2 separate regions of the Zea mays genome follow, and region 2 is linked to region 1. The links are chromatin contacts, called in public Hi-C maps. All regions are on one chromosome and are shown on one strand. Each heading gives the region's core, a stretch centred on a gene start, on an enhancer-like site or on the middle of the called end of the contact. The rest is flanking DNA. Distances are from core to core; before and after follow the strand shown. Region 1 holds the start of LOC100191906 (palmitoyltransferase ZDHHC9). Region 2 holds the start of LOC100280040 (GYF domain-containing protein).

Region 1 (2,700 bases), core at 104-2,603:
CAGTGTATCATCTAGTGAGTCACTTGCCCAGTTGGAATGCCATGTATTGGAAAGGCAAATGCGAAACCGGAAAATTTTTCCAGTTTCAAATCATGCATTTTGATGGTAATAAAACTGGACCAAGCGATCATGCCAGACACAACCAATATAGATGCACAATACAAGCATCCTTTGAAAAACTGAAGCTGTCAGCTTTGTTAAAGACTCGTACTGTTCTCATAACTGCATTATATATTAAAGCAGTACCAGTACAACACAGCTCAGGAAATAAATGAGCGCGGTGATTTGAAAAAGGCTAAGAACCATACTCACATATGCTGTGAATAGAACTGCTGCAATCATAACCGGCAATCCCAGACCATAAGAGAACTTATCCATCAATTCCTTGGCAACGAACGCGCAGAAAATTGATACCGGCGCGACAATAAGGAACATGGTGATAAACAGGGATCTTGCATCAGGGCCAAATATGAACCTCCCCTTCAGTAGAAACACCTGCAAGAGATGGAATCTGCCGTTAATCACACTTTCTGTTCCTATCACGACAGAAACAGCTTGAAGATCTCGTAGGGAAGATCTCTCCTCAAGCTATGTGGGTACCTTGTCAGCTCTGTCTACGCACGACTGACTCAAGAAAGCAGAGGGTGAAACTATTCTGAGATGTAAGTGTAATAGACACTGGGTGGAAGTATAATTAACGCACTAGTCCAGTGCTAAAACTCAGGTTTCTTGTCCTGACCAATACCAGAGTCACTTAACCCGTGCAGCCGTCCTAGAACCTACATTCCCAGGATCCAAGTACAGAATCATGAAATAAATAGGGAGGAAATCGAGTAGCCAACTGTTGTGTTTGGAGCCAACAATGAGCAGACGAATTTACCAAGCTCAACGAGGGAATCCCAACATCTGCGTACGACACGGGTCAATCCAGTGCCGGTCCCTAGGAAGAAAGGAACAGCTAATTCGAGCCGCGACCACGAGGCCGCACAGATCCACGCCACACCCGCAACAGAGGAACTAAGGGAGGGGAAAAAAAAGGCGCAGAGGGGAAGAGACATAGGGAGGAGGGGCATTCCGCTCACATTGTTCCCCTTCCAGGCCTTGTACACCAGCGGCGCCTCCCCGCCGGCGCCGGCGCTCGCTCCGTTCATCGCCGCCGCCCGTTCAGCCGCGAATAGCCGTCGAGATCACGGCCCGGATCATCACATAGCCCGATAGCCGGTGGCCCGGGATCGCCGCGCCGCAGGTGGTGTGAGCTCGCAATGCCGCCCCCTACCCCACCCCACCCCACCGCTGCGCCTCAGGAGAGAGAGAGAGAAGCGAGACGGACGAGAAGAAGATATGAGACCAAATGGAGGGCTCTGCTGGGGACATGTAGTAATATCTTCTCGTGGTGGTCCCATGTTGCGTCTTGCCTAAATTTTGCACAAAAGCCCTCCGAGTTTCCGCTTATTTTGCCCCCCGGCGCGGTAGCGAACAGCAAAACCCCCGCCATTCACGCTTGCGCAGCGCAGCGCACCGCACCGTGTAGGACTAGACTGTAGGTAGTAGAGCTTCCTTACCTTTTCCGAATGTTCCTTCCCCGTTCTGTTAATATTTTTAAAAAAAGATTTTGTGCCAACTTTTTCTGTGTCTGCAGAAAGTTTGCTTGCTTGGGGTTAGTGCAGCCGAAGGGCTACTTGTCCACCAAATCATTGCTGGCAGGTGGTTGAACAAAGATAGCAGGGGCTTGTTGGATTCTCAAATGCTAATAACTTGAGATCTGTCATCTGTGACAGTCAGTTCTATTTTATTCACAAACAGACTGCTTCAGAAGAAGAAGTGTTGTTTGGTTCAGCTACAGCCTGTAATGGTTCAGTTGTTGATATGGCACAACAACAAAAAGGCACTGTCAGGTCAAAAGAGAAACCGATGCCCCTTTCTTCTGCATGTGCCACAGCTGAACAACCTTCTGAAGTGGAGTCAGTGGTTTTGGCCTGCACAAGCACAACAAACAACAAAGATGGCTAGCGGCTAGGGAGAACTAGACGGGTAAACGCCGGGAATATATGATTTCATGCACAAAAAAAAACACGGAGGCCTTAACCACTTCTACTTTTACAAAATTATACGAGTTCGAAATCAGGAAGGCTCAACCAACACCAGATATCGGAAGCGAAGCATCGGTAGGGTTTTCTAGCCACCAGCAGCAGTCTTTTGCTTTTTATGGAGCACATGTTGAGGATCACTAGAGTTTTAGTTATAGTTCCTCTAATGCGGCGGGTTGTCCCAACACCTACACATGACCTTCGTGACTCTAGCGTTACAGTCCAATGGACCTTGTGTCATTTTGGGATGACTTCACCCTCATAGTTTACCCAGCTCTTCACTACTCCAAGGACCCGGTAGCCATTAGGAAGTAGTCATAGCTTATACGGCAGCAACAATGCAGATCCTACTTCGATAGTCTCCGCTGCCCATAGTTTGTTATGATGTGTTTGATTTGATGTCAAAGTAGGATAAGGCAGGTGTGATATCGTCCCCTTAATTTTTTGGGATCACACGCTGTCACCAAAAAATTACTCCGGTGTTTAACTCGCCTCCACATGACTCTCATCCAAACACTATAAAAAACTGTGGTCGTCCCCTTCTATTCCTCCTTATACATCCAACCAAACACACCCTTAGCGATCTTTAGTGAGATCATTGGACACCCGCCAC
Region 2 (2,700 bases), core at 174-2,673, 530 kb before region 1:
GCCTGTTTATCAGCATGAGTTTCATCCTTCTCTGCATCAACCTTCTTGTCTGACCTGGAGTCCTTCTCCTTGTCATCGGGGCCCCATCTTGATGACCATTTTGCATCACGTCGACCCTCATTCCCCAGGCTACGGGTGGAACCATCATTCCACCTTTCAGATGAAGGAGCTGTGCGCGGATCAGTGTTGTCCCTTGCAGAAACATTGTCAGATCGGCGATCGATCTTGCGGTTATCCACATCCCGGTCTACATCCTTCTTGCGCTCCCTCCTCCCAAGAAGGCTTGTCTCCCTCTCCTCTTCAAGCCAACGAAGACCACTGTCAGCATCAAATACATTCCTCCTTCGTTCTTTCCTATCAGCAGTTCCTTCCAACATCCTCGCTTCCTTTTCAGCAGGTTCAAGGGAGGACCCATGAGGCAGCGAGATCTGCAGATGAGCATCCAGCATCGTTAAAGATCAATTTACCAGCAGTCAATCGACATCATGGTACAGTGAAACAGTCCCTGAAGGAAGGGCAGTGATCACAAACCTTTCCATCAGCAGGTTTGGCGTAGAGCCACTGAGGAGAAAGGGGAATGCTGTTATCCAGGTGGTGCTGATCTGCATAGCAGAGGGTCAACGCTCAGCAATATCATCCACACGATTGTATCATCCACACGACAGCCTAATGATGCACAAGCTCACGACCCTACGCAAGCAGACAGAGGACGAGGATAGCAACCGCACAGGAAACATGCACCCACGCAACACGAACTAGCAATACCCAACAGAACGCTACACATTTGTGCGGTAGTGCATGGCGCCCGCTACAGAAATACCTCATGCTAAGCTGAGCAAAGCAGACAGTCCGAGATGAATCAGGGAGGAATGAAAGGCAAGTGGTTTCGGGTGAAGAAATCCGCACCTTTGGAGTGGTCGACGAACCCCATGGCGGCGGCGGCCCTGTCCTCCTCGATCCCAAGCGACAGCCCACCTGCACGACGCAACAACCAGACGTCAAATCGGGGGCACCCACCAATCAATCACAGATCTGCCCCGAGGCCAGTCCAGGCGGCAGATCGGATCTCACGCGGGCCAGGGCGCCTAGATCGGGCGGGTCACCTTTGCCGAGTGCCGAGGGTCGATCCAGCTTCCTCTCCGCCATCGGAGCCTCGCGGGATCCGAAGGAGCGAGCGGGGGAGTGAGCTAGGGTTTCCGGTGGAGGGCGGAGAGAGAGGAGAGGCAGCGGCTCCCGCGGCGCGATCCGAGCGAACGGGGCGAGGCGGCGGAGAGAACCGGGGCTAGGGTTTTGAGACAGAGCGAGGCGGCGAGGTCACCGGCGATGCGAGGAGCAGGAGATGGAGGGTGGCCGGGGGTTGGGATTGGGAGCTATGTGTGTGTGTTTTGGACGGGGTGGCTTTTTGGCTGTGTTTCGATGGGGGCGTGGAGCGGGGCGAGAGAATAGGAAGAGATGACGAGCACAAACCAAGAGATAAATCATAGCTTATCGCGCGATTTGTTTGTTTCTATCGTTTTTTTCTTCCTTGTTTGTAGCAAAATAGTACGTTTTTATTAGTTAGCTGGTGACTATATGAACGTTTTTTAGGATGGTGGTGATACAGATATCGTGACTCAATTATGGAAAAAAAACAAATAATTTGTTGTGAAGATGGCTTGGTTTCACACATAAGTTCCTAAAAATAACTTGCTAAGGTCCCGTTTAGTTCGAGGGACTAAAGATTAGTCTCTTTATTTTAGTCTTATTTAGTCTCTAAGTTGCCAAATGGTGAGACTAAAACAGGGACTAAATTGTTTTAGTCTCTAGTCTATCAAGGGAAGACTAAAAGGAATTAAACCTTATAAATTCTAGTTTTTGCCCCTCCTTTATTTCAGTTACGCTAATGACGAAAGAATGTTAAGGTGTATTTTAGTCCTCTTATGATTCATTTAATACATTTTGAATATTTTAGTCTATAGAATCAAACATGATAGAGACTAAACTTTAGTCTCCTAACTAAACTTTAGTTACTGAACTAAAGGAACCAAACGGACCCTAAATACGTATCGGGAACAAAGCAATCATAGCTTGCGAGTTGCGACACTTCTCAATTTTTAGGTTATTAAAAACTTTTAAATTATGTTAACCTAGTTTTTCTGGTCATTACTTGTAGCTTTAAATTTGGTTTATCTACACACTAAAGTCCAATAATCATCATTTTTCTCTTGATTATTATTCCCATTATATATGAATCGTGATCGATCAATTTTCTCTAATTCTTGGATGGATCATCTTCACACTTATCAAACAAGAATCACAAATTCATCATTTGCATAATTCAAATCATTCAAAGTGCTTCACTTGCATACATGCATGAATTCGATAGCAGACAAGTGGTCGAAACAAAGAAAACTTGCTACACATGTTGGGAAAGGGGACACATGGCAAATTCATGTTCCTTAGGTAACAATACTAAGCCTATTTCAATTCATAGTAATATTATGCTTAGAAAGGATGGCAATGGTACCTCATTTTTTGAGAGCACCTAGAGGGGTGAATAGGTGATCCTGTAAAATTCAACACTAAATTCCAACAACCTTGATTATAAAGATATTAGTGCGGGTTAATCAAGTCAATAAGACGAGCTCTTGCGAACACAAACAATCAAAGAGAGAGCAATCACAAGAGACATGCGAATTTATCCCGTGGTTCGGCCAAGTA

The links. Hi-C and Micro-C count contacts between places; a contact is called where the count stands out from the background.
Region 2: a Hi-C map of ear shows a contact between it and region 1, with 2.2 times the contacts expected there. The contact joins the promoter of LOC100280040 here to the promoter of LOC100191906 in region 1. A contact is called at or near these places in 2 of 25 Hi-C or Micro-C datasets (ear and tassel).

The regions. Positions count from the first base shown.
Region 1 is chr8:166,661,546-166,664,245 of Zm-B73-REFERENCE-NAM-5.0, reverse strand. LOC100191906 (palmitoyltransferase ZDHHC9) reads right to left here and starts at 1,353. Exons shown (of 5, transcript NM_001137330.2): 1 at 1,083-1,353; 2 at 313-495. The coding sequence starts at 1,151.
Region 2 is chr8:167,194,648-167,197,347 of Zm-B73-REFERENCE-NAM-5.0, reverse strand. It overlaps LOC100280040 (GYF domain-containing protein), which reads right to left and starts at 1,423. Exons shown (of 9, transcript NM_001331175.1): 1 at 1,104-1,423; 2 at 907-975; 3 at 532-602; 4 at 1-428. The coding sequence starts at 1,146.